Regions from separate parts of the Mus musculus genome. Here all the other regions are linked to region 2. Evidence: chromatin contacts called from public Hi-C, HiChIP or PLAC-seq and Micro-C data. All regions are on one chromosome and are shown on one strand. The core of a region is the stretch at or near the end of the contact, and the rest is flanking DNA. Distances in the headings are between cores, read along the strand shown. Region 1 has its middle 31 kb from the start of Gm46660. Region 2 holds the start of Emx2 (empty spiracles homeobox 2). Region 3 has its middle 32 kb from the start of Gm41878. Region 4 overlaps Gm46660 (a long non-coding RNA gene). Region 5 has its middle 23 kb from the start of Gm46662.

Evidence for each region. HiChIP or PLAC-seq counts read pairs in DNA pulled down with a chosen protein or histone mark. A called contact is a pair of places that touch in the nucleus more often than the background predicts.
Region 1: a contact with region 2 is called in a Micro-C map of embryonic fibroblasts, with 4 times the contacts expected there. The contact joins the enhancer-like site here to the promoter of Emx2 in region 2. A contact is called at or near these places in 3 of 39 promoter capture datasets (hippocampal neurons, liver and pre-B cells), 1 of 15 datasets of contacts at CTCF or cohesin (the NIH/3T3 cell line), 4 of 484 Hi-C or Micro-C datasets (embryonic fibroblasts, neural progenitor cells and uterus), 12 of 115 datasets of contacts at active chromatin or transcription factors (the NIH/3T3 cell line, astrocytes, craniofacial prominence and 8 more) and 3 of 9 other capture datasets (adipose tissue, embryonic tail and liver).
Region 3: a Hi-C map of cortical neurons shows a contact between it and region 2, with 2.9 times the contacts expected there. The contact joins the enhancer-like site here to the promoter of Emx2 in region 2. A contact is called at or near these places in 6 of 39 promoter capture datasets (hippocampal neurons, liver, maxillary cranial neural crest and 2 more), 2 of 15 datasets of contacts at CTCF or cohesin (large pre-B cells and pro-B cells), 31 of 484 Hi-C or Micro-C datasets (the C2C12 cell line, MC3T3-E1-derived osteoblasts, the N1E-115 cell line and 15 more), 15 of 115 datasets of contacts at active chromatin or transcription factors (the NIH/3T3 cell line, astrocytes, craniofacial prominence and 10 more) and 3 of 9 other capture datasets (adipose tissue, embryonic tail and pancreatic islet).
Region 4: a CTCF HiChIP or PLAC-seq map of the NIH/3T3 cell line shows a contact between it and region 2, with 6 read pairs. The contact joins the enhancer-like site here to the promoter of Emx2 in region 2. A contact is called at or near these places in 5 of 39 promoter capture datasets (the 3T3-L1 cell line, embryonic stem cells, hippocampal neurons and 2 more), 1 of 15 datasets of contacts at CTCF or cohesin (the NIH/3T3 cell line), 2 of 484 Hi-C or Micro-C datasets (adipose-derived mesenchymal stem cells and tail fibroblasts), 10 of 115 datasets of contacts at active chromatin or transcription factors (the NIH/3T3 cell line, craniofacial prominence, embryonic basal ganglia and 7 more) and 3 of 9 other capture datasets (adipose tissue, embryonic tail and liver).
Region 5: a contact with region 2 is called in a CTCF HiChIP or PLAC-seq map of the NIH/3T3 cell line, with 6 read pairs. The contact joins the enhancer-like site here to the promoter of Emx2 in region 2. A contact is called at or near these places in 3 of 39 promoter capture datasets (hippocampal neurons, liver and pre-B cells), 1 of 15 datasets of contacts at CTCF or cohesin (the NIH/3T3 cell line), 4 of 484 Hi-C or Micro-C datasets (cortical neurons and uterus), 9 of 115 datasets of contacts at active chromatin or transcription factors (the NIH/3T3 cell line, astrocytes, craniofacial prominence and 6 more) and 2 of 9 other capture datasets (embryonic trunk and pancreatic islet).

The regions. Positions count from the first base shown.
Region 1 is chr19:59,859,763-59,865,435 of GRCm38.p6, forward strand. No RefSeq gene overlaps it. Among named protein-coding and RNA genes, the nearest start is that of Gm46660, 31 kb to the right of the region's middle. Within about 2 kb of position 2,874, at least 15 of the 459 cell types and tissues checked have an H3K27ac peak or open chromatin away from gene starts, as enhancers often do. A contact at or near this core is called in embryonic fibroblasts, where this site is marked.
Region 2 is chr19:59,455,353-59,460,802 of GRCm38.p6, forward strand. Emx2 (empty spiracles homeobox 2) reads left to right here and starts at 3,338. Exons shown (of 3, transcript NM_010132.2): 1 at 3,338-4,272. The coding sequence starts at 3,864. It also overlaps Emx2os.
Region 3 is chr19:59,736,705-59,742,117 of GRCm38.p6, forward strand. No RefSeq gene overlaps it. Among named protein-coding and RNA genes, the nearest start is that of Gm41878, 32 kb to the left of the region's middle. Within about 2 kb of position 3,302, at least 3 of the 459 cell types and tissues checked have an H3K27ac peak or open chromatin away from gene starts, as enhancers often do. A contact at or near this core is called in cortical neurons, where this site is marked.
Region 4 is chr19:59,885,542-59,891,248 of GRCm38.p6, forward strand. It overlaps Gm46660 (a long non-coding RNA gene), which reads right to left. Exons shown (of 2, transcript XR_001782703.2): 1 at 3,964-5,707; 2 at 1-140. Among named protein-coding and RNA genes, the nearest start is that of Gm46660, 4.9 kb to the right of the region's middle. Within about 2 kb of position 3,585, at least 15 of the 459 cell types and tissues checked have an H3K27ac peak or open chromatin away from gene starts, as enhancers often do. A contact at or near this core is called in the NIH/3T3 cell line, adipose-derived mesenchymal stem cells and tail fibroblasts, where this site is marked.
Region 5 is chr19:59,843,115-59,848,561 of GRCm38.p6, forward strand. No RefSeq gene overlaps it. Among named protein-coding and RNA genes, the nearest start is that of Gm46662, 23 kb to the left of the region's middle. Within about 2 kb of position 1,332, at least 40 of the 459 cell types and tissues checked have an H3K27ac peak or open chromatin away from gene starts, as enhancers often do. A contact at or near this core is called in the NIH/3T3 cell line, where this site is marked.

The sequences.
Region 1 (5,673 bases), core at 1,624-4,123, 400 kb after region 2:
TGCAGTGGTTCTCAACCTGTGAGTCACAATGCCCGTGGGGTGGGGGGGCTAACGACCCTTTAAAGGAGTCGCCTAAGACCATTGGAAAACACAGATATTTACATTGTGATTCATAAGGTAGCAAAATTACAGTTATGAAGCAGCAACAAGAATAATTTTGTGGTTTGGGGGTCACCACAATATGAGGAACTAAATTAAAGGGTCGCAGCGTTAGGAAGGTTGAGGACCAGTGTTTTTAATGCCATTCTGGGCTCGACGGTTTCCAGTGATGGTTGAGTTAAAGGCATATTCTCAAAATGACCTTGATAGGTCAAGTACAAGAAGTGTTTCATTCACAATGGAAATGAAGAATTAAGTACCAAGATCCAGCCTTCCAACTGAGTGCATGAGAACTTAAACGTCTTAATAGGGGTCTGACTGAGCTAATATTTATACATTTAACACAAATTTCAACAGTTTAGTTAAAATGTCCTTTTTACAGCAGTACTCTGAAGAGAAAGATTGAAATTATAGTCACTAATAATATGTTCAACAACTGAGGAGGCAGTAGAATATATCCAGCTGATGGGCCAAAATATATTTGCTTTAAAACCACACATACACAGAGAGAGAGGGAGAGAGAGAGAGAGAGAGAGAGAGAGAGAGAGAGAGAGAGAGAGAGAGAAAGAGAGAGAGAGACAGAGAGAGAAATGTAGCCAAGAGTAAAAAGGTCCCTCCTCCTCCTCTCCCCCTCCATTCGACCTCCCCTCCTCCTTCCATTTCTGTTTCTTTTCTTTCTTTCTCTTCCTCTTTCTCATTTTCTCTCTTTCTTACAGCTCTCATTTCTACACTGACCTTCCTTCCTCCCAAGGGCACCACTATCCCTTACGTTTCCACCCTGTCTAATAAAATAATCACAAATATTTTGAATGCCCACATTGACAGATGGAATTAGAGCATTCCATGCTCACAATGGCCCGGTCTCAGGGTGAAGAGCAGCGTTGCCTGCTTCCCTGCTTCCATTTTTAACTCCCAACCAACCAAAACATGAGTGTTTATCTTTTAAGCCTGAAGGGCTGGGGCATCTGATTGACCCCACTTGGGAGACAGACTGTGGAGAATGAATGGGCCATTCTATTTTGACTGAGACACAATTGCCTTGAACTTGTGAGGAGTTCAGGTGTGGGGTTCCAGCTACCTGGGGCAGCTGCTGGAATGTGATGGTCTGCACCCTCCAGATCACGCATCTGCCAGGCCACAGCCCTTGTAGGGCCCAGCTCCATTTCACGGGAATAGCTTACCTATTCATGAACAATGAGGGTCAGATTGTACTTTTCCTTAACACAACATTAACTCTCAAAGAGCTGGAAATTCAGCCCTGGTCCTGTGAGCTTAGACTCCAAATCAGTCACTGAGAACATTATATGAGCGGTAATCCCATTAAATATATCATCTTGCAAATATCTAAATCCAGTTAATTAACTTGTATTGCAAAAAAAAGCTCAGCAATAGAGTTTTCAGAGAACAGCCACACATTTTAGGGGCCTAATTATACTTAAAAACAAATTTGGGGCTCTACATTTTTGCACAAAGTAGGAGGGGAACTATCTGCTTGGGGAGTAAATGAGTGTGTTGGATTTAGCTTATGGGACTTGCACAGCAGACAAGATATTCAAAGATCTCAAAAATGAACTGATGTCTTACACGTACTTTTTTACTTGCATTGTGGGAGATTTTTTTCTTTAATAAAAGGATTAAACAAAGTCTGCTATTTTAATTAAAATTCATAGCAATACACTGTCATCTTTACAATGGTCACAGAAATTAAGCAGCTCCTGGATTTAGCTACCTTCAGAGTTCAAAATCAAGTGACTTTAGCATGCTCCAACCCCCCTCTCCATGTATGGATTGTAAATTCATCATAGAAGGGCTTAAAAATAAAAATAATGACTCTACTTAATAAAAATCCCCACTAATGGATTAGAAATGTTGCATAGTGGTTTGATTAGGGAGCTGTAAAATCAAATCTTTACCTAGAATGTGATGTGACTAGTGTGTATTTTGGAGAAAGGGAGACAGAGAGAGGGGAGATGTGGGTTTGGAGGCAAACTGCAGACAATTCCCTGGCTACACTTGCCTCACCCCACAGTGACACTAGATCTTCATTCTTATTTGTTAGCAATATCAATCCCCTCAATACAATCTTTTCGTTATGCCTCACAAAAAAATCCACACCCTTGAAGTGTGAAATTCAAGACCGATTTATTTTACAATAGTTGAAATTGTGGTTTCTCTAGGCTATTGTTCAACACAGACCAAAAAGAATCACCATAAAGAATAAGAATAGTTTAAATATAAATAGTGCTATTCTTTCAAATAGTTCACATTCTTCTCTTACATGTAAATCCATTTATATGTATGAAGAGAATATGTGAAATAAAATCTTTTTTTGAAATCTCAGTGCCAACTGAAGTCTGGGGCAGATACAGTTTTTCAAAGATGTCAACAGGATTGGATTTATTCTCACTGAAATCCATGACCCCATTTGGGGCATTGTGGTTCATTGTTCTGAAGAATAAAGTCCTGAAAATATTCTGAGACTTTTTCTAACATTATCATTTGAGCTCTCCAAATGTCACCAACACAAAACATACCATCCTTATTAGAAAAATATGTCTTATTGGGCATTTATACCAAAACAGTTTTGAGGAGCTTGTACTTAGAAGCAGACAGGCAGGCTTGGAGAACAAAGAATTCCATTGATAGCCAGTCTTCTTCAGATACATTTATCTAGAGTCCACAGAAATTACAAATATCTAACTCCAGACATACAGGCTTGGTCAGGAGGTTCTGCATATCATAGGCAGGAATGGCTGAGTGTCTAGTAATTTCAGGAATGTGTACACTCACCTTACTGAGACTTCAGCTTGGGGGTTGGGGAAATGGTTCAGTGGGTAAACTGCTTACTATGTGAACTTGAGGACTTGAGGTCAGACTCTCCAATGCCCATGTAAAGGCCAGGCAGATACAGCAGTCTGCTTTACATAAGTCTGCTTTATGTAAGACAGGACCCTTAGCTGGCTAGCTGAATCAGACAGCTTTGAATTCAATGAGAGACCTTGCTTCAGTATATAAGATGGACTGAGGTGAGGATGAATCCTTGTGTCGAGTCTCAGGCCTCAATATGCAAGTGCCCACATATGCGTAATATGGATGTGCACACAAAAGACTTAGCAACTACATCATCAATCGTTTCCCAAAGCTTGCAGTGCACTTTGTGATATCTAACATTAGAAACGAATCAGCAAATACCCACTTTGCCTCCTAACAGCTCTGTGCACTGAGACACAACTATTTGTTTCCTTTATTGGTGGTGGGGGAGCAATTGTTTGCTTGTTTGAGACAGAATCTCTCCATGTAGTCCTGGAACTCAGGACTCAGGACCATGTAGATCAGGATGGTGTCAAACACAGAGAGAGCCACCATCTCTGCTTCCCAAATACTGGGATTAAAGGCCTGCACCACCATGTCCAGCCATAAAGGCCTGAGCCACAGTGACCTTCCAATCATTTTTTCCATTTAACAGCTAAGAAACACAGAGCTTAAACATGTTCACTCAAAGCCATGGATATAATGAGTTATGAAGCTGGGATTCAACTCCAGGCTATCAGACTCCCAAATCCAAGTTTTTCGTGAAAAAGCTCCACTGTTTTGCAAACACAGTGCCCTATAGCCAGTGTCTTAGCTCTTGCACCCTCACTCTGGAATTATTAATACTGAAGTCCTGCTGGTTGATAACAGGTCTCCTATAGAGGCTGACATATCCTATGAAACAGTATGCCCACTGGCACTGAACTGGTGGTACTCAACTCTGAACAGGAATGGTACAAATGACTCTTCTGGTTGATGTAGGATGCACTCACAGTTTGTCAGTAGCAAGTGCTTGAGTTATACTCTGAGGACTTAGGTTGGACTGAGTCTGGTGAAAGGGTTAACCATCTCCCAGGCTTCCTTTCTTCCCTATCCTGGGTCATGTTATCTAAAAGCAAGGCTCCCTGCACCACTGCTAACCCAGGATGTATCCTAATGACAGTATAATTAGAAGTATCATTGTGGTAATGATTCTTTTCATCTGAAACACAGGCTCACAAAAGGGGGTTCTCATTCAGCTAAACCCCCCCCCCTCCACCCATCCTTGAGTTTTCCTGACTGAAGGTCAGCATCACAGGGTTAATACCAGGTGTTTGACAAGTCCTCAGACTCAGGACTCATCAGACTAATTAAAGAGAAACACATCCAAAGTCTAGTGAATTATTTTACCTTTTAAATGCTTCCCATTCATCGGCATGGTGGGTTTGCTTAATGAAGACAACAATGGGCCCCTTGTTCCTGTGACCTATAGCCACTTGGTTCGGGTTCAGTGGGCCCAGGGAGAGGCATCTACGCCTTAACCTGGTCTTTCTTTCCTACTTAAAAATCCAAAGAGCAGAGAAGCTTCTGATTTCTATCAGACCCGTCAAGGCAGGAAAAGAAAGACAGAAACCAACTCCATGCACCGAGTTGATGTAGCCAGAACTTATTTGTTAGACTTAAATGCTCTCGGAGACGTCCATTGTTCATTCGCCACATATAGAATAATTCGAGATATTAGGGAAGCAACCCAGACACCAAGACACTTTCCAATCCCTAAAACCAAGAAAGTCCAGAAACCTGTCCCTTTTTAAGAAAGCTTTTGTAGTACACTGAAGCTCAGGGCTCTCCCAGGGTGTCCCTATCTCAGCCCCTCCCCTAGTATCCCCCTTGGAAATGAAGGAGGATATTGAGAATATCTGGGGCTGGATGTGAAAAAGAAATTAGAGTTTTGGATTCTTTACAGGAGTGATTATTCTCTTAAGTAAAAAAAAAAAAATTCTTTCTCAAGTGCCAAGTACATCTTAGATGGAGTTGCTCTCTGCAAGAGCAAAATGACACATACGTATAATTAACTAGGTAAATTTGGAGGAAAAATCGAGCATTTAGGACAAACTTAGATTAAGATGCGTGTGCTCCTGACATGTTAAAAAGAAAATCCAATAGACAACGGTACTAACAAAGTTAATATATTTAACAAACCACAGCTGTTTAAGATGTGGCTTTTAATAATGTTAACCAAATTCATTGTGAGATTACAGTTTTAAAACTCATAAGCCATAAATAAATAGCACCTCTAAGGCTCAAAATCTTAAAATCCAAATTATTCAATGTAATATCTTCTCATTTGGTATAGAGATATTAAATGACATCTTAGCCCTACAGTTCAAATTATGGAAGCATTTGAACATCACACTGAAGAACCACCATTGTTTATTAGACTAAAATTTAAATGAGCTAGTTTCTTTCAGAAAGTTTCTCTCACATTCTTAAACTTATGTTTATGGGCTCAGTGTTGGTGCTTTAAACTTTCCTGGAAGCCCGCCCCCGCTTTTTTTTTGCCTCCTCTTTGCAGGCTAAATGTTGATCAGGTCTGGGCAGTACCACCTCACCAACTCTTTGTACCTGTGACAGTTTATTGTTTCTAGGTTGAAAGTTATTAGATTTCATAAGAAAGTCCACATTCAAATGATTTTCTTGTTTATCAGAATCGAAGAGAAGCTGAATAGCCAGTTAAGTGGGGTCCCTTCAGGAATCGCTTCCTTCAGTGCATTGAGACACACT
Region 2 (5,450 bases), core at 2,088-4,587:
TATTAGGTATAACTACAAATAGTAAAATTCACACTTCGTACTGTACAGCTTTGAAAACGGGGTCTGTAATTACCTTTACTCCACTAAATAACTGTTTGATCATACGGCCATACAGAAACTCAATGGCCACTGCTCCTGTCTGCTTTCTAGACTGTACGGGCTGCATTTTTACATATGACAAAATGAGGTCAGGAGAGACTGAGGTGTTGACGCTGGTCTTTCAGTAAGAGACAAATGCATTATTAGAACATTCACATGTGTCTTCTAGTCCTCTGCAAAAACCATGGTGCCCAATCCCCCAGTGACTTGGAGTGCACACTGGGCAAAGAGAATCAGCCCAGCTGTGTGTACAGGTACTTAACCAAACAGTGGCTTCTTGGGTCCTTAAGGAACCTAGGACTAGAATTCTGCTAGGCCATCTATGAGCTCTGGGTCTCAAGCTGGACTTGAATGCCCGGAGCCCTGGTGCGCCTCTGCTGGTCAGTGTGGTTAATAAGTTACTCTCTAGTTAATTCCTCTACACGCTGAGGAGACCAGATTCTTCCGGGGCACCTCTGGGCTGGGAGCATGAATTAGCATAGATTATTTGGCATCTATGGCTTCTGCACCCAGCCTGACTCACCGGAAACCCGCTTTTCTTCTTCAGTGGAGGTTGAGCGAGAAGGGGCAGAGCCTCCTTGGGTTCATGTACTTGACTGCCAAATGCTCCTGCTGCTCTTGAGCACTGGCTACCTGCAGGGCACCCAGAGACCACCTCGGGTCGGCAATCTAATGGTAGAAGGGAACTTTGCAAGAGGCTGGTGGCTTGCTGAGGATCATGAAACTGGTGATATGCCCCTGCCTCATGCAAGAGACTGGAGGCCCTTGTCTGAAGCTAGGTGCTCATTCCCTCAAGACATTTCCCCAGTACACCCTGGTACAGAGAGGTGAGGGATCAAGTAAGTCCCACCAACATATGGGAGTTTCAATCAAATCTTCCAAACAGGTCTGGATTCCTTGCCGCTCAAAGTCAATGGCTGTGATACCCACAGCCAAGCGTACTAATGCTAATGATGCTAATGCTGGGGGAGGTATTTGGTTCTGAGTGAAGAGTTTAGTGGTCCTAATTTGTAGTCACAGCATTGCAGACCCATTCAAGACAAGACTCACCTTCTCACCCTCCTCCAGAGTATCTGCAGTGTGACCAAGTGGAAGCGTTTGTTTCTAGCGTTTGTTTCTAGAAGCCCTAGCTCCTCTGAATCTTGCTTGACTAGGCATGGCCCAAGACTTCCGCCCTTCTTTGGGCTCCAGTCTTCAGAGGCACAGCCTCTATTTCCACAACCCAGATGAAACTAGGGAGAGATTTCTCAGCTATATTTGGGGTCTGGTTCAGGAATGAGGAGAATGTGGCCTCAAATGCATACCCTTTTTTATAGGGCTGAATCTAATGCCCATAATCTCTGAACTTGCCCCCAAAAAGGGACAAAGAAAGAAGGCCATCTAGAATAGAAGGTGAAATGATCTGAAGTCTAAGGCAAGGGCAGATTTATACCACGAGGAGAGCAAAGCTGAGGTGGAAACACTTTTCTCAACTCCCATTCTACCTAGGGGCTCCCTTGAGCTTCTGCCTTCTCACATGAACGCTATACAAGAAACGCACACAACCTGAACAGCAGTAGAGGAAAAACAAAACAACAACAAAAAAATCAAAACAAAAAAAAAACCCCAAGAAACCAAACAGGAGACCTCTCCTTATTATTATTATTGCCGGGACTACCTGGAGCGTCCTAAGACCCAGACCCTTGGTGGAATCAGGTGGCTTTCATAGTCCCTCTAGAGGACTTCACGTCTGTCTTCTCCAGATCTGCTTCTCCCGGGTCTCAGGCAACCTAGCCACCAAGCACAGATATTTTATCCCTCTTAGGATAAATGGCTTCGACCTGGGAGTAACAGATTTAAAGGACGCCAGAAAAAAATTATCATTAATTGTAAAATACCTGCTGGTACTTCACTTTAGAAGAATGTAATTGGCAAAGGGTGTGTGTGTGGGGGGGGGGAGGCGGCTGATGAATAGATAATAGATCTTTAACCACCAATAAACAGAGAGCAGCGCCAGCAGGCTGGGGGGATGTGATCATAATTATGCCTCAGCGTGAGCCAATGGGGACGAGAGAAGTCGGCCCTAAAATCATCCCAAAACCGAAGGCAAGCTCGAAAATGCGGACAGGGCCTAGGACCGGAGACACAATCCTAAGTGCCAGGTTGCGAAACCTGGATTTGTAGAGCAACCCAGCCCTGGGACAACAGATGTCAGAATAAAAATAGGTACAGTAATAATAGCAATAATGGGAACAGTGTCAACGCCACTAAGGACAATGGAACGATAACACAGTCATAACTTCAGCTTCTGACCTAGGACCCAAGACTCCTTTCCCAAATAACCCCACATTTCCCAGAAAGAGCTGTTTTGGGGACAGAAGTGACCACCCTCCAGAAAGGATAAGCAGAAACTCTTGGGTGCAAGCTGGAAGTCCACTGCCACGGTACAGGCGCAGCTGGCCCCTCAGGTTTGAACTTAAAAAAACGAACCAGCCGGGTCAAAGACTGCAAACGCGTGGACCCTGGAACCTCGAAGCTACGCTTGGTTGGAGGGGTGGGAGGACCCCCCCCCTCGAGCGCCTAGGAAACCTCGGGAGTTTTGCTGGGGGTGGGGATTGGTAGGAGTGAAGCGGGTTAGCCCTTGCCCGGAACCAGTCCCCGCCCGCTTACCCTCGCCGGGCGCCCGAAGCCATCTCAGTGACCCGGGCGCGGGCCTCCAGGGGACAACCGCAGCGGAGCTTAGGGTGTGAAGAAATCTGCGTGTCCGTCCGTGATTCAGTCCCATCAGCTCCAGCGCCGCAGGCTTAGGATCCAGGGGTCCGCAGCAAAGGCAGCGCAGCCCCGAGACTCTGCAGGGACCCGGGTGCCCCGGTGGGAGTGGTGTGGGTGCAGTAGGAGGCGGTGGCTGAGGGGGAGGAGGAGGGGGAAAGAGGAGGAGGAGGAAGAGGAGGAGGAGAGGAACGAGGAAGAGGAGGAGAAGAGGGAAGCGGAGGAGGCGAAGGAGGAGGAGAGAAGCCGCAGCGGGCGCCGCAGGAGCGAGGGAGCTAGCCCGGAGCGCAGGGCGAAGACACCAAGAGGTCGGCGGCCGGGCGGGCGGCTGGAGGCACAGCCGGGGCAGTAGCGCCGACTCCGTTCCATTCTGGGCCCGGATCCAGGCCTCCGGGTTCCCAGGCGTTCGCCTCCCTCTGACGCACTTTAAAGAGTCTCCCCCCTTCCACCTCAGGGCGAGTAATAGCGACCAATCATCAAGCCATTTACCAGGCTTCGGAGGAAGCTGTTTATGTGATCCCCGCACTAATTAGGCTCATGAACTAACAAATCGTTTGCACTACTAGTGAAGAAGCGAACACTTCCATGGATTGTCCTTGGACTTAGGGCGCCCTGCCCGCCTTTTGCAAAGGAGAGAAAACTTTTTTTTTGCCTCCCCGAAAACCCCCTCCCTGCCTCTAACTCCAATCTCCCCCCCCCCCACGCCACCTCGCTCAAAAAAATATTACCCCAATCCACGCCTGCAAATTCTTCTGGAAGGATTTTCCCCCCTCTCTCCAGGTTGGGCGCGTTTGGTGCAAGATTCTCGGGATCTTCGGCTTTGCCTCTCCTCCCCCTCCCCCTCCTTTCCTTTTTCCTTTCCTTTCTTCCTTCCTTCCTTTCCTTACCCCCACCCCCACCCCAAACAAACGAGTCCCCCATTCTCCTCGGTCCTCGCCGCGGGCAGCGGGCGGCGGAGGCAGCGCGCCGCGGTCGCCGGGAGCAGGGAGCCCAGCGCGCCCGCTCCTCGGCGCAGCATGTTTCAGCCGGCGCCCAAGCGCTGCTTCACCATCGAGTCGCTGGTGGCCAAGGACAGTCCCCTGCCTGCCTCGCGCTCCGAGGATCCCATCCGTCCCGCGGCACTCAGCTACGCCAATTCCAGTCCCATAAATCCGTTCCTCAACGGCTTCCACTCGGCCGCCGCCGCCGCCGCCGCCGGCAGGGGCGTCTACTCCAACCCGGACTTGGTGTTCGCCGAGGCGGTCTCGCACCCGCCCAACCCCGCCGTGCCGGTGCACCCGGTGCCGCCGCCGCACGCCCTGGCCGCCCACCCCCTGCCCTCCTCGCATTCGCCACACCCCCTCTTCGCCTCGCAGCAGCGGGACCCGTCCACCTTCTACCCCTGGCTCATCCACCGCTACCGATATCTGGGTCATCGCTTCCAAGGTACGTGCCACGTCGCGGAACTGAAGCACGCCGCTCCGGTCGCCTCCTTCATTGCGCCCGGCCTGCTCCGGGTGGGCGCTCCTCGAGGCCTGGACGGGCGGAGGTCAGCCCGGGTTCTTGGTTCTGAAACTGGGCAGCTAGGGGCCCGAGAGGCTTTGGTCCCCAGTCTCTGAAGCTCGTTTGGGTTACTGGCTTGCCCACTCCTTGACCCTTTGTAAAAGGGTGCAAACGAGGTGTCCCGTGGTTCGGGCCGGGGTCGGGCTGGCTGGGACACGATGCTGGGCGACGAAGCCCGCTGTCAAGAAGCTCTGAGCCCGCGAGGTCTTTGAATCCTGTTTCCCTGGACCGTGTTCCCGGCCGGTCTATCACTCAGGGACTCGGACAGGGCCACATGGCCAGGTTCACTGGACTTCAACTCTGCTCTACACTCACTCTATGTCCCCCCAGCCCAGACCCGCAACTTCTAGGTCTTCAACCCCTTTAAGGAGACAAGGAGACCTTGGAAACCTCAGAGCAAACTGTTTCCTTCCTCCTGCTCTGGAGGCCCAGGGAGGGGCGGGAAGAGAGCGAATAGAAACCTCCACAGCTCCACTAGTTCTCTCAGCGACCTGTTTAACCCGGGCACCCGCTGGACGTGGCGGGAAGTCGGGTTCCGTTTGGTCTTTGGTTGCTGATTTTTGTTTTTGTTTTTGTTCTTCCTGAGAGAAAGAAAGAAAGAAAGAAATTAAGAAAGAAATTTAAGAAAAGAAAAGAGAAAATCCAGTCGAGAGAAGGCCCGACAAGGGAAGATCTGTTTGGATATCTTCATTTTTTTCCCCGATTTAGTAATTTTGTATGCTTCTGGGTTGGGGTTGGTAAGAAAGTTAAAACTTTAGGAAAAGGGTTCGAATTAGTTTGCCGACTGCAGTCCATAAAAGACCTACCTCCGCCGGGCGCGATCGATAACGACGGGCTTTTCCATTCAATAACACTTCGCATTCCTGTCAGTCTAGACTCGGGTGTATGCCAGCTCGCCATTTTATATATTTATATATTATTTTAAAACACCCCAACAAAACAAACAAATAAACAAAAACCCAAACCAAAGTAAAACACCTTTTCCCTTAGCTCAGCACTGAATTTGCCTTCACTCCCGCTGAGACTACCGGCTGTTTTTGGGTGGTGGTGGTGGTAAATAC
Region 3 (5,413 bases), core at 2,052-4,551, 280 kb after region 2:
GACCACTGGCCTGTATGCTCCCAGTTCCACCCGAAGCTGTCATAGGTTCCCATAGGCAGATAAAGGAGGAGTGATTACATACAGTTACCATACAGTGGAGGGTTCCCCAAAGGGTGATAGTTGCATTGGTTACAACGGGAAAGTCCTGGGCAAACCAGACTGGTGTGGTTTCCTTTTGCCATGTTCTCCCTCAGCAGCTTCAAATCATTGGAGATCGAAAGGGCTCTTCCTCACCATGGCACTGTCTTCTCTGTACCAAGGCTTTTTCCAAAATTCTGGGACCCAAGTTCATAAAGGCTTGCTTGGTGCAGATGGAGAAGCCAAAGCTACTGACAGAATGAGTTACTACCTGCAGATGGACCAATGATTAGCCTCAGCCTCTTCTTTAGAGAGACATTTTTTTTTCTTAAAAAAGAGAAAGTCTCAAGTACCCCAGACTGGTCTCAAACTACTATATAGGCTAGGATGTCCTGGAATTCCTCTTGCCTCTCTAGAGTGCTAGGATTATAAGTGGGCATCATTACATTCAGGTTTATGTAGTGCTGTGGATTGAACTCAGTTTTTTTCCGAGTGCTAGGCAAGCACTTTACCAACCAAGCCATATCTGCTGCCCACCCCCAAACACAATTCTAAGTTGCATTCTATGTGGGACTCCTCAGGACACCCTACTGGGGCACTCCCTAGTTGTCATAGGAGGAAGCTAGAGGACTTACCCACTGATTTTGTACCTTAAGACCTCAGGGATGCTGTAACCATCAGACTCCAGGTGTACCTCTCAATACAAGGGTAGGACATCTTTTGGAACACAGCTCCATCTCCCACTGCGCCCTCCCACAGTTCAGTACCATTTAAAATTCAGCCCCTGTCCTTGGCAAACCCCTCTGAGCAGAAACAATCCCATCGTTCTCTTCCCTCTTGCAAAGGTGTTTAAGATATCTAAATATTTCAAAGGTGTCTACGAGGATTGGATTGTTTCTTAGTGATGGCTTGATGAATAAATGATGCCCTAATTTCAGTTTAATTATTGTCTAATGCTCTCTAATTCATTTCAGATTGGTGTTTAACTTCTTTCTAACTTGACAACCTTTCTGGAAAACCTGCTCCCCAAAGCCGAATCTCCTTCTCCGGGAAAATAGATTAGCTTTCTCTGGATTTCAATGAAAGAAGAAGGGTCCTTCAAATCCCTAATATTTTTGTCAGTGTAAATTTAAACTCATCTCAAAACACTTCTTCAAAAACATGTCTGAAAGCAAGAGAGGGATTCCTAGCTTGCAGTCTGCCAAGTTCAAGCGTGGAACAGATTTTTATGGTTGAATCATAAGCCCCTGAAAATAGGTTTATTATGGAAGTGTGAACACACAACTACAGCCCATAGCAACCCAGATAGCCTTGTTATCATAATGCTGCGACCCCCTTCTTTGTTCTCAGTTAGAAATGCAAGACACCTGTCCTGGCCTTTTGTTATTAGATGTCAGAGCCAGTCAGGAGCCTGTTTAGAAAGATGCCCAGTCTTAAGTAATCCTCGAATTGCAGGGAGTTCAAGGTCCTCATCTCGGGAATGAATTCATCATTCATAGAACAAATACATGGTCGCAACAGACAAGCCCTGGTGGTGGGGAGATATGGGAGACTGTCAGGGGGCACAATGTTAGCTGTGACTGTGTAAGTTGCCAGATATGGAGTAAGTTCCTATGCAGGCAGATGGTCAGGTGTCCATTCTCCATGCCAACATCTGGGCTGAAGCTGGAAAAAAAGAGGAGGGATATGAGCCCGGGGCACTGCTATGAATCCAAAGTTTAAGTGTTCTGCATTCTTTTGACATCAGAATTTTTTTCCCCCTAAGAAGTTACATGCTTATTTTCTAGTGCTTTTTTTCCCCCTACAAAGTAAAGCATTTGGAATTCTATTGCATGGTATTCACACAGTTTCCATAACAGACTTAAAATTATCCTCAGCTGGAGGAAAAAAAAATCCGAGTTTCTGATTGGCTGCAGAAGTCGGTCCCACGGAGAGAGCCTGCTCAGTGAGGTTTGGCCAGGCTGCCTAAACACGTGCTGAATGCACTCTGACAGAGGAATGTTTGACATCGGCCAACTCAATATAGTCTACTATCAGTGAGCCAGAAACCTACTAACTAGAACACTCAATTAATTAGACTCTGGTTTTCCTCTTTCACATCTTGCCTAGAACTCCGGCCCAGGGACTCGCAAGAGCATAGAACGCTTGGTATTTATTAAATGCTACTGTGTGTCACACACTTTTATAAGGACTTTTTGTGCATGAATACATAGACTCCTCGTAACCCTGTAGGAAGCCACTATTATTCTCCCAAATGTACCGAAAGGTCAGAACTGTTCATGGCTCTGTCTCTGTGGGATGACCTCCCTCAGTTTGTAACCCAGCTCTGCACTGAGCAGCTGGGTGGACTTAGGCAAGTTTTCTTAGGCACCCTGCACTTCAGCTGTCACCAAGATACCATTTCTCTAAAGTTCGGTTAACAGTGTGAAATTATAGTTAAGGGTGTTGGAGATAAAAATCTCTCCTTCATGACAGGAACATTGTCAAATGCACTTTAAAATAATCTTTTTACAGCATATTATCCATGAGTTTATGCTGAGACATTATTTTAAAAAATGCTGCACATACTTCTAAGGGGACTGTTCTCTGGGGTGGAAATAAGGGATGAAAGCAAAAAGAGAGCAGGAGAGAGCACTGGAAGGACCATGCAACCCTGATCCTCTTTGAGACTGAAGACAACCTAGACAGAAACAGAGACAAGGCAAGAAAAGAGTGAGCAATGGACACCCCAGGGATAGCCTTCCAATATTCTGACCCAGCCCTGTCTGAACCAGGTTTAACTTCTTTTTACTTCATAGTTCTATGACGACCCATAAACTTTTCTTATTTTTCCTTTTTTGGGCCCTGACTAGTTTGTGTAGGCAACTGTGATAATAAATAGAAAGAAATTCAGTCTTGAACAATAAGCCCTTCATCTCATTTCATATGTATCTTCCCACAATTTAGACATGATTGAAGAATTAACAACCGTATCCATCCACCCACCAATCTATCCATCCATCCTCCACAGATCACTTATCTGGTGTCAGAGACAGAAAGAACCAGAATGTATGACACACACATCCCTCCCTTTGGAGATGCAGACATATTTAGCAGAACCGAAGCCTCCTGCAGCCCTCAGGAAGACTAATTGGAAATGTAATGTCACGGATGAAGTGATGCCTCTTTAGGGACAGTTTCTTAAACATCTCCATGTACCAACTGTCTACAGTTTCTTAAAATAGTGTAGAGGCGGCTGCAGAGATGGCTCAGCAGTTAGGAGCGGTTGTGGCTCTTTCAGGGGGACCGTAGGTTTAGTTCCCAGAATCCACATGCTGACTCACAACTATTTGCATCTTTAGTTTTGTCTGCACATATGTATACGTGCTACATGTGTGCCCGGTGCACTTGCAGGTCAGAAGAGGGCACTGGAACTCCAGTTTCAGGAGAGCTCATGCTTTCTTCTGGCCTTCCAGGACACCAGCCATGAATGAGGCTGCATGCATATGAGCATGTCCATGCAAATGAGCAAAACACTCATACACATAAAATAAATAAATCTTTAAACTTGTAAAGCTAGTGTATAGCTTATATTTTAAATTTAAGAATTCCTGGTGGCCCCTACTTAATCTTCATTGTGCTGCATATAGATAGACCAAGGCAGTCAAAAGAGGGAGAAGAAGAAGAAAAAGGAAGAAGAGGAGGAGGAGGAGGAGGAGAATTCTTGCTGTTTCCTGTACCCATGCCCCCTTAACTGAGTGAAGCCACATAGTTCTGAAGGAATGACTTCTCAAATTTAGGCTCCCTTTGGGTGTGCACATCTTCTGAACTGCCCCCGAAAGACTTCTGACTGAGGTTGGAAAGAACTGTTGAGGGCTCAGTATTTCAACAATTCAGAACTCTTCCCCTTGTCAGCTACCACAGACAGGGATCGGGCTCCTAGTGGGATGGAGGAAAGCTTTCTGGAGAGTTTCTAACAGAGACCCTTCAAACATTCCCAGCAAGTGGGCCTTTAAACACAGGTAGAGAGCCATCCTGGAAAGGATGTCATTTAAAATACACGTTTAAAAGACTTGAGAGGAGTCTGGCTTGTCCAGCTGGTAAATTACTTTCCAGCCAATCTCTCTCTGCTAAGAGGTACCCAAATCTTATCTTACAAACAACCGAGTATAGTGTAAACTTACTAAGACTGCATCTTTGATTTGTTTCCATTCGAAATGACTGTGGGCTTATTATCTATTTTGCAAATAAGCTCCGAGAAACCTCTCCTGCGAAATATCATTTGGTAACAAGGTGATTTGATTTGCGGCTCCCATGGAGCACAATAGCCATCAAAGGAAATGCCACATTGGAATCTTTTGAGCTGTACCCATGAAGTGTTCAAAGAAACACCAAATGTGGTGAAAAAGAAACTGTACACAGCCAGGAGAGGCGGCGTGCAAACCCTTGGTTGATGTTCACATGATAAGCAGCTTATAGGCCTTTGTGTTTTAGTGCGGTGGGTTGTAAATAATATTAGCTGTATCCCAAGTGTATGAGTTATTTATAAAACACAGATCAAAAATTAGATGACTTTAAAAAAAGCGTAATACTTTTTAGTCTTGGACCGCAAATAGGCATCCCTTTACCGTGTGTTCATCATCTATTAAGGAATACCTTCTCTTTCTTATAGCAACAGAAGTGTGTGTTCACAATTGGAATGGTGGTATCAACCATGGGTTCTGGGTGCAAGAGAGTAGAGAAGACTTCAATTGTGATGGTTGCCAATCATGTCAGAGAAGGGAGACAGAGTACACACTGGGAGTAGAACAGAGCAAAGCTATGCTGCCTCTTGTTTTTTTCACTCAGTCTTCCCCTCCCTGGCCTTTCCCCAATGATACTGATTCCAATCTCCAGTGATCTGGGAAAGAATCATTTCTCCTCAGAGTCAGAGTCACTGTGGTGAAGTCAAAATAGTGAAATGATCTCCCCTGGTCTCTGGTAATCATGTGGCATGACATGTGCTATCTTTTGACTTTGAGCAGCCTGGTATTTGGAGTCTCTAAAGTAGTGTTTCTCAATCTTCACTGTGTGGGAGAGCCTTGGTCAGTGCAAATTCTGTGTCAGCGGATGCAGAGTGAACACTTAGCAAACAATAAGGCTGATGCCACTGTGGTCCCTGACTTCATCCTGAGTCTTAAGAGCTGCAAAGAGCATTGAATGTTGGTGTTCAAGATAACGAAAGGCGGGACCTGGAGCATAGTGTGTGTGTGTGTGTGTGTGTGTGTGTGTGTGTGTGTGTGTGTGTGTGTGTGTGTGGCTGTGTGCATGTGTGGCTGTGTGTGTATGTGCATGTGTGTGTGTGTGTGTGTGTGTG
Region 4 (5,707 bases), core at 2,335-4,834, 430 kb after region 2:
CATAACACAGAGCCAGCTCTTCCTTCTGCCATCCCTGTGGAGTTTGACTCCATTAAGCTTCTTTTCTTCATTGGTTCCTTGTTGCTTCACTAAAAGCAGTCAACAGTCCTGTGGCGTTCCTGAAGAGCATCTAGAAGTGACTTTGAAAAGCAGTGTGCTCCATAAGAAGCTGTGGGCCAGATCAGTGTAACCCACACCTTTCCTCCCCGCCTCCTAGGCTGTCTGAGCACTTACCATCTAGTCAGCATGAAGATCAAACAGGACTCTGACAAAAGCACACCCATGGAAAAGGAGTCGGGATGGTGGGGTTAACAGAGGGAATTCAGCTCATCCACTACAGTTATTTGGAAAGTGGCGATGTATCCACCTGATCTGTTCAACAGGAGCTTTGGCTATCATCTTGTCACCTTTGTATTATCCATTATGAGTCTCTACCAGGTATTATGCATCTCCCTGAACCCCTTAACGTATCAAGAGAAAATATATGCAAGCTCGTGTGTGTGTCTGTGTGTGTGTGTGTGTGTGTGTGTGTGTGTGTGTGTGTGTGTGTGTGTGTGAGTGAGAGAGAGAGAGAGAGAGTGAGTTGGGGGAGGTAGCCACATTTGAAATAGAGATTTTGAATTTGCTTTGTCTGGCTCTTGCCATACTGTTGTTTTTCCATTCGTGGCTCTTCCTCATATTCTTATATCACATGCATATTCATTCCCTAATATCCTCATTTCTGTCCACTCCCATCTTATGCAACCACTGAGGCATGTCTGGGTGATCTTTCATTGTGTTTGTGTTCTAGGAAAATGCAGAGTTTTATTCGATATCATGGCCCACTTATATACCCAGTGCTGCTGCATAGATGCTATCCTGTTCCATGCTGGGAAAGGGTTGTGCTTATGTTTTCTCCTAAGTCCACATTACTGTATGTGTATCTGTCCTGTGACCATCAGACAGGACAAAGCATTTATGACACATGCACTCTATATTTCATCTGACAGTGAGCCCTGCTGTGGCAGTCCTGGATACTGTCAGAGATTCCCATGGACACATTGTGAAAGATACAGTTGCCAACCTCAAAGGCATGCTCACTAGATTCATCACTGTGTATACACAGTATATACACAATGTATACACAGTATACGCTGTCCTTCGGCTCTCTAGTACTGAAGAAGGTCCCTAGACTCCTACATGCCACCAACACTGGACATCACCTGGCTTTCATTCTACAAATCTAACTTAGTACCTCCTGGAATATCACAACTGTTTTTCTTGAAACCCTCAGATTTTAAGATTATGTTGTGCTTATCCTCAAATCTGCAAAGCACTTGGAGTACTCACTGCATAAATGACTCATTACACAAAAAGGCAGAGCCAACAAAGGTGCTTGGGGGAAGATTAAGCCACTGATTCTTATGACTTCCACCTATAGACTGTCAAGGAAGGAAGGAGGGGACCTGTTTTTCACTGTAGTCCTTTATAGATTCAACTTACTGTTCTAACCATTAGACTACATTTCCTGATAGGGGATAGGAAGACATACTTATCAGCAGGGTGTTTTGTCAAGTACAGAAATGAAAGCTACATAAAGAGAAATGTAATGCACAGCTTATAGAGTGAAATTTCCCAAATGACCTCTCTCATGTGTGTGTGTGTGCATGCACATGTACATGCTTGTACACCCATGTGCATGTATGTGTGTGGTTTAAGCATATCCATGTACTTGTGTGTGTGTAGAAGTACTGTGAACATCACTGGCTACCTTCGGTATGTCTTCCTCAAACCTTCTGAACCTTATTTTTTGAAATAGTTTCTCATCGCTGAACCTGCAACTTGCCATTTTGGCTAGGCCAACTAGCTATTGAGTTCCAGAGAGGATCTTTCTCTGTCTCCTCAGTCCTGGAGTTAGAGATACTCACAGCCATGCATAGCGTTCTACATGGGTGATAAGCTATGAACTCAAGCACTTTGCCTACTGGCCCAAAACAACATTTTTTTTTTTAAGAAAACACCACTGCTCCAGTTTGAGACAAAGAACAATGAGGACACAGACAAGTTACTCTAATTGAACAAAAGAATAAATTAGATTATCTGGACCAGAGTCTTGACAAACACTGCTGTATCACCCCAAAAGTGCCTTCCTCCTTTTCAGCACACCGTAATTAATCCCCCAAATACTTAGGTGCTTAGAAAAATTTCTCCCTGAAGCAGCAGAAGTGATTATCATGAATGATAAGTAAATGTGTCAGCATTAGTGCACTAAAGTAAGTCCCATCAATCTACACAGAGACATGCCTCAGGCTGGGTGGACACAGCAGCTGCTCTGAAGAGTGGCCTGGGTGTGTGTCATCCTCTTTTCTCTGCTAACATTACAAGTATATTATGTGTAATCTAATATTTGCCAAGCATCGAAAACTGCTTTTGATTGAATGAATTTACTGAAAAGCTTCATGGATGTAAACAGTCATTGGTGAGAAAAGATTGATTCCTATAATAGGATCCAGCTGTAACTTGCCTTGAGCATGGTCCAAATTCTTTAGGGGAACCTTTGGCTTTTTTTTTCCCCTGCCAGTGTAGTTGAAAATGATATGCTATAGGTCTATTTTTTTTTTTTTTGGTGGGGAAAACTTGTTTAAACACATTCAGAATGCCGCTCCTGTTTTTATTGAAGCTAATCCTCCTGTTTTCCCTTGTTAAGAAAGCTTAAATATAAACACAATCAAATTTGTTCTGTGTGAGCTGGTAAAGCCCACTGCCTGACGATAATAGAAAGTGGACTAAAATAGCTTTCCCTAAACTTATACCAGAGAGGTAGTGCTATTTATTTGTAAGGCAGAATAATGGCACTGCAGACATCAAAGGATTCTGTGCACAATTAAAATTAATAACATTAATTGCAGATGCCTACATTCCATGTTCCCAGGACAGAGACCTAGTGGTACCTACTCCACAGATGGTCTCCTTTCCAGTGAATGGAATAAATAGGGCTTCCTGGGGGCCAATATTGATTGCTTATTATTATGAAAATTTTGCAGCCACATTGAATAACATCCCATTCTTCCCATTCTGGGAGGATCAACTGGTTGGAAGCAAAACTATCTACTTTATTGAAGGTAAAACCAAATTAGTGGGCATTGACACTTCATGCACTAGAAATGGGCTTCTCCATCCTTTTCCCTAAGTTAGAGGGAACTAAACTGGTCTCCACAGTCATCCATAGCTCTAGCCAACTAGAAAAGCCCTCACACAAGTCTTTGCAACTCACAGTGTTGCTTAGGCATCTCAGAATACAGAATGCAGAATGCAGAAACACCTCCCTCAAAGAGGATCAAGTGCTTTAGAGTTAAGGTCCCAGCCTGCCAATCCAGTGAGCTGTACCCACTGAGGCTGGGCAGAGCTAGACTGTCCCCAGAGCTTTCTCTTCTGGAAAACAGAAAGGAAACTGATGGTCTTCTATGGAAATACACAGCCACAGAATTAAGTATCAGAGGAGAGGAATGTGATTTCAAAATCATATCTTACTATCGTATTATTGTGCCTTACTAGAGTTAGAATTTGAAAATTTATTCTTGGTGTAGTAATCAGAGGAAAAACTGAGGGTAAATACCTAACACTGGTATTCATCACACAGCTTAGCGCCAGGTCTCAAGTGTGCCTTCTATGCAAACTGTCATTGTCCAAGTAATTGCTGGCTCATACTTTATATGTCTGCATTTTTGGTCTCTTCACAATCATCTGATGTGCCTTCTTAGTAAATGGTTGCTAGGGAGACTCATTCTCTACTTGGGCAACTATTTAAATTGGGAGACTTCTTGAATGACCTTAATTGGTTAGAGAGAGAAATCCCTGTTGTAATGTGCCTCCTCTTCTGTGTTAGCTTCAGAATCACCCGGATGTGTGGCAAACATTAAACAAACCATCACTTTGATTTGGTGATCCGCACTCACATCAAAGGTACCATCATCAAACACTTACCAGAGGGAGGTGATGAAACCCATTGTGCCTCTGCAGTGCACAAGGTGGACAGTGGGTAGGGTGTCCTGGGGTGTCTGCACAAGGCTCCTTAGAGAGATAAAGGAGGAAAACTCTGGGTGCTGCCGCATGGCAGTTGATAATCAGTGGAGGTCTTGGGTTCAGATCAGTTTTCTCAGCTCAAAACCGAAACTACTAGAATTGGGAAACATGGAAAAACCAGTTTTTATGATTGATGGTTTTGATTTATTTTATTTTGAGGCAGGGTATCATGGCCCTGGAATGGCTTCTCTCTTGTTAAGTAGTTGAGAATGACCTGTGACCTCTGATTCTTTTGCCTCTGCTCTCATGGGCTGCTGATCACCACTACATTGGGTATATGCAATGCTGGGTGTTGAACCCAGGAATTCTTGCATCCTAGGCAAACACTGCCAAGTGAGTTACATCCCCAGTCCCTGAAAAGTACTTTTTAAAAAAATGCAAATGAATACTATAAAACCCTAGACCACTGTATTTTGTAATGTGTTTTAAGGCTATGGGAGAGTCCAGCTGACTTTCCCTTTCTATCAAATCAGGAAACAGATGCAAAAAATTGTTTAGTGATTGAATCAAACTTATGTATGTAGTCCTCTCTGCCTCTCAAACTCTGGAAAATTATGGAGAACATGCAAGATTAAAAGAGGAGTGAGTGTGCTGGCTGGTTTTGTGTGTCAATCTAACACAAGCTGGAATTATCACAGAGAAAGGAGCCTCCCTTGAGGAAATGCCTCCATGAGATCCAGCTGTAAAACATTTTCTCAATTAGTGATCAAGGAGGAAGGGCCCAGGCCATTGTAGGTGGTGCCATCCCTGGGCAGTAGTCCTGGTTCTGTAAGAAAGCAAGCTGAGCAAGCCAGGGGAAGCAATCCAGCAAGCAGCACTCCTCCATAGCCTCTGTATCAGCTCCCACCTCCAAGTTCCTGCCCTATGTGAGTTCCTGTCCTGACTTCCTTTGGTGATGAACAGCAATATGAAAGTGTAAGCTGAATAAACCCTTTCCTCCCTGACTTGCTTCTTGGTCATGATGTAACCATATATACAAACCCTGACTAAGACAAGGAGGTTAGTGGGGATGCCACTTAGTGGCCTGCCCTTTGCACATTGGCCACCTGGAGGAGGGACCATGTTCTGTAATCAGCTGAAGACACAGTTCCTCCCATGCCACTTCTGCATCATGAAGTCAACCAACATTGGATTGAAAATTTTCTTTATCTGTACTGCACGTCTAGATGTTCTTTTTTTCCCTCTCATCATTATTCCCTTCATAATGTAGGACAGCAACCATATATACAACAGTTGCAGCTGACATGGCAAGGATCTGAGGTGATTTGAATGGGCAATGTCTGCAGACTGTGTATGCAAATTGCTATAGTGTTGGATATCAGGGACATAAGCATTGCATATTTTGGGACACAAGGGAAATATGGCATTGATTTCCTAGAGACATTAAGGGATAACTATAGTATGTTACAGAACAAAATTAGATGGACGGGACAATTTCCCTGTGTCTGATAGATTCCTTCTTAATATATTTGAGACTAGAATCACTATTTTCCTGTTCAATGTTCAGTGGGCAAGCCATGATTTCTATCTGGGAAAACCAGGCAAGAGCCAATCCCTACAGGCTTTTGTTTTGTTTTGTTTTGTTTCTGTTTTTGTTTCCTTTCTACTTGATTGAACAGAGAACAAAAATCACACCCTCCATAGT
Region 5 (5,447 bases), core at 82-2,581, 390 kb after region 2:
TTTTTTGCAAGGACTGGGGAGTTTCCAAACCATCTATATTTGCCAAGGGATTTATACTGGTGAATGAAAAGGGAAATTGTCCTTGTCCTCATAAAGAGATTTATAAGGGCATTTTCTCTCAAGATTTATATGTAAGGTATACATATAACAGTTCAAGTTTAATTTAAAAGAAAGAACAATGAACTCTTATTAGTTTAATAAGTTGTCCATTGGCTCTTGCTATGTGTATGACCTTCATCTACATTTTTTGGGGAGTGAAAAATTTGAGAGGCTGTTTGTACTCTCACAGAACTGAAGATACTGAACGAGGCTATAAACCGTCCTGAGACCACCAGGTCCTGAATGATGAGTAGTCAGATAATCAAGGCTAAAGGAACTCCATGGTGTACGTTACACTGACCTACCATTCCTGACTCTCTGTCAACTCACTGCAATAAGTTGATCTCAAATGAAGGACCTCCCCATCCTAATGTTCTTTCTCCAGTCAGTCGCCTTCTTCAGATGGGAAATCAGACTCTCCCATGTGACTCCCAAGGCACTTTACCATCAGCACCATCTCCCAGTGTCCTCCTGGCAGCATTAAACTGACTTGTAATTTTGAATAATTGACTTAGACGCCTCAGTTTAATTATCTAAAGAGTGAGGGTAAAAACAGTCCACTCTTGTTAGTGATGAGACATTTACAATGTATCTGCTATGTGGTTACTAAACAGCCCACGCTTATTGGTGATAAGTCATCCACAATGTATCTACTGTGTGGTTACTAAACAGTCTACTCTTGTTGGTGACAAGTCACCCACAATGTATCTACTGTGTGATTACTTGTGCCCTCCATTCAGTAGCCAATTAATTACTTCTATCTGACTTTATTGACCCTTCTCCTGCCTGTACCAAGACTGAAAAGCATAACTCCAGATAAGAACACCAAGAGGAATAAAAACACTAGGAGGAATCCACCCTTGACGAAACAAAGCAGATGACCAAAATGAACTAAGGGAACAAGATAGAGGCTGACTTCTGAACTAACACTGAGTAGCAATGTATAAGATTATGTTAAGCCCCAGGGTCTGCTTCTCTACTTCTCTGAGCTATTTCTCCTTCCTTTCTCTTCTTCTTCTTCCTTCTCTCCCTCTCGGCCCTTCCTCTCCCCCTTACTCCTCTTCCTCCTCTCCCTCTTGCCCAGTTTGGTTCTTCTCCTCCTCTACTCTCCTCCTTTACACATGGGGTCATTTAAGGCTTCTCAGACTAGACTTACACAGTAAACCATGATTCAGATCTTGACTCAGGCTGTCGAGAGCCATTGACATTGACACTTGACTCATACATGATTTCATAACAGTTATTTGATCCCAGAAGCATTTGCAAGGCGTGGCTACTTGAGTGCTATCAGGCCCAGACCAGCACAGTGCAAATATTTCCACCCACTCCTCCATACTATGAGTCTGCAGGTAAGAGGCAGAAAGGTTGAAGATCTGACAGGTTGAGCAGGCATAAGCAATGGCAGCGATATCTGCTGAGTGGTTTCTGTGCTTGGAGAATGTATCCATTTCCCCCTCATACCCCCAAATCCACCACTGGTCCCATCATCATGTATTCTATGAACAACAATCAGACATCAAAACATTCTGGGTAGCTTCTCTCTGTGGTCTGACTTCCCAAGACCTCTTTATTGAAATAGCCAACACACACTCAGACTCAAGATTCTTCTTTCTATATGACAAAGGCCACAAATAACTGAACCCTGGAGAACAGTGGCACCTGCCTGTAGTTGGATAAGATGCCTGGATTTGGATTGATATCGAGAGGATTCAGTGTGAGTGAGTGTGTGTGTTGTGTATTCATGTTTGTATGGAGACATGTGTACATATGTACATGTGTGAGAGATTAGAGGTCAACCTCAGATGTTCTTCAGGCATCTCCTATCTTTTGTTTGGGTCAGGATCTCTCCAAGCCTCACCACAGAGGCTAGACAAGCTGGCTAGCAAGCTCTAGAGATCCACCAGTCTCTGCCTCCCATCTCACCATCTCTGGAATTACAAGTGTTCACCACTGCACACTGCTTTTTATGTAGGTTTCTGGGATCAAGCTGAGGTACTCATTCTTATAAAGCAAGCATGTCACCCAATGAGCTAGCTCTTCAGCCTCAAGGGAGTCTGTGTTATAGAAAGAACCACAGTTCTGTGGGCCTCAGTCTTCTTGCTCCCCTTTCGAAGTTATTTTCATCTCACATGGAGTCCAGTCACTCTATGGAAATTACAAGAGTGGAGTAGGCTTTGTTCAATGAGCAGCATCTTTTATTTTTATCTAGTCCATATTTCAACAAGGACCCTGGCTTCAGAGATTGTTTTCTTTAAAATAATAAGTGTCTTTCTACAGTAAACTCCACAGCTGCCATTTTTTCAAGAATCTAGCATGTGTCCTGTCTAGAACTAAGAAGCCTAAATTATGGTATTTAAGGTCAAGGGCAGGATAATTAATTATATTAATATGATATTAATATTTATTATGTTACATATTTTTAATTAATTTATTTTTTATTTTATATGCATTGGTATGACAGTGTTGGATCCCAGAGTTACAGACAACTTTGAGCTGCCATGCTGGGAGTTGAACCTGAGTTCTCTAGAAGAACAATCAGTGCTCTTAACTACTGAGCCATATCTCCAGTCCCTTACCATGTTATATTGATATCAACATTTTACAAATGATAAAGTCAAGTTAGTAGATATAAAGAACAGCTATCTGGGAGGAGTAGAGAACTCTAATCATTCTATTAGCTCCCTTCAAAGATTTATTCTGAGAACACCCATGCTCTTGCAAAACATACAAGGCCTGGTTTCCCCAACCAGGCATTTCTGCAGCTGTCATTTGCTCCCTCATATGACATATGAAGATCTCTGGGTTGCCAGATCATGCATCACTTGATCCCCCATTTCTGCCTTTTGTTATGTGAGGTAATATATCTACAAAGGTCCATTATGAAGAGTCAAAAGGTAGGGGTGTCTTTAGAGCATGGTTTCAAGACTGCCTATCACAGTGAGATTATACTTGCTCTTAAACCAGTTTCAGAAAACAAAAGAAACTCCCAAATTCCTGAACGTGTCTCCTAAATTGATGTCTGTGCCTTAATGGCCTACAGGTTTCTAGTATCTCATGCATGCACAAGAGGGACAGAGGGGGGGGGAGAGGGGGGCTCACTGAGTCACTGGCCTGTGGTATATGCCTAGAGAGTATCAAATCAGGGTCGAGCTCCAAGATGTGTGTCCTGGAGAAATGAAAGCAGCTCTTGGAAGGGACTGCTGTGCTGATTCCAGAACCAATACTGGATTCTCTCGTTGGAAGGACAGGGAGACAGAATGGTTTGCTTGATGCTGTAAGGCCTTCTACTTTCCCCGCCCTGCTGCATCTGCTGTGTCTATTCTGTTCTGCTGCGTCTCCTTCTACTTGCCTTGATGCACTGGAAACGGAGCCATGGGCCTCTGCCTCTCTCATCAGCCTCTCCTCAATGCTCACTTCCTAGTGCCTGTTCGGTCTCACGGATCTGCATAGCCTTTTGGTACCAGCCTCTAGATTCATTCCTTGGATTTTTTTTTATTCGCAGAACCCCTCCTGAGAGTCAGACCATGCCTCAGTTCAGGTGCCTGGATCGTTTGCGACATGATCCCTCTGTAATTGTGATGTGCCTGGGCTTGTGCTTTCTGTATGATTAATCGAGTTATGACCTCAGCAGCACAGACCTATTCCAAATTTTATAAGATGCCTGGGAGTTTCATGATATTCAAGGGGAAGGTATAAATAGGAATTGTAAATTTAAAACTTGTCCCAGGTGTTGAAAAGCAATCACCCCAAAACACCAAGGCACTGTATTAACATTTTTGCCAGAAAGGCTCTATTTCTACTTGCAGAGTTACAGAGCTCATGTTTTATAAGGCTGGATGGAAATCTTCATACATCCATCAACACTTATCTTTCAAACAGCCTCTGGACCTGGATCAGTGGAAAATTAATTTCATAATAGAGCCACCACTTTCTTCTTGGGAATCTGAGATGTTTGTCCATTGCCAAGATCATGGGGCTATAAAAGCTACTCCTTCAATATTACAGATCCTCCTTCATAAATGTGAGCTTTGGGTAATCCTGTGGAATATGGGGAGACATTTCCAAAGCAATAAGGCTAAGAGCCACCTGATGCTCTCTTTCTTTGGGTGATCGTATGGGCACCTTGGCAATGACCCATTCAGCATCTGTTCACAGTTGACCCTTCCCGTCTATCCATCACTAGATGACTGGTAGGTTCTTTCTTTCAATATATTGAGAGCCTCTGATGTGCTCAAGCTGCCCAAGCAACTGGTCAACAGTGGCTTTTGCTCCAGAAAGTGATAGTGTTTTCCTCTCTAGCCTCCTACCTGGTCTTCTTGCCAGGCAGCTTCAGATTCTCTTTTAAGTCCAACCTTCCAGCCCTTGGGAGCTACAGTCAGCTTAATATCTTGTTTTCCAGGTGCCTCTCTGATAACATCTAAACTCCTAAGATCAGGAACTTTGGCAGAGCATAGAGCATGTACTTGCCCCAGTCATATGGCTTGTGTGTCATGGACCTTGTCAGATTCAGATCAAGCAGTGTTGTAACCACTCCATCCCACTATCCTTGCTGCTGGGCTAATGAATGTTTTCCTCCTCAGCACTTCCATAGATTAGGCCTTTCATGATGGGTCACAGCAGCCCATCTGTCAGGTTTTTCCTCCAGGAAAGCTTCCTTAATTTTTTTTCTGTCCCAACCCCACTATAGGTACTGGGTCCATTCATAATTAAAGTTGACTAGAGTAGAAGTGCGCAGCCTCACTGTCTCCACAAAAATGATGAAACCGTGAAAGGCCTCAAAGCATGGTGTCACTGGGTTTCTGAGAGCCCACGTGCATATAGAGCAAAAGAGTTGATTTCTAATATGACTTTATCGAAGTCATTGCTGGCTATTCAGTTGCGCTTTGAAAATGGAACACAGTGACTTGGGAAAACAATGGAGCACTTATATTGAGCGGAAGTCCCTCTTTAAATGCAACACTGTGTAATACACATCGCCAATTAGACCTGTTGAAAACAGACTTACAGTCATCAATTGAGCTGCCTTCCCAAGCAGCTGCCAGGTTTCATGCTGCCAATTTCTAATGTTCTCTTGCAGACTGTAATTAACATTAAAGCAGCCCTAAATTACCATAATTTATATGGGGTGAGTTAGTGAGTAAACCTGAGAGTGGACTCACCACAAGCATCAGGTTGAACAACCTTTATAGTAGCCACCGCCTAAGGTACCCATGGAAGACTTGAGAGACATGGTGCCCTGACATTTGCTGTGCTGCAGCAAACACAGCAGCAGGCCTGCCTGCAGGTTGAATGCTCAGGTCATTCTAGCTCTGAGCATTGCAAGCTTCTTTGTGATGGCCCATGCCTAA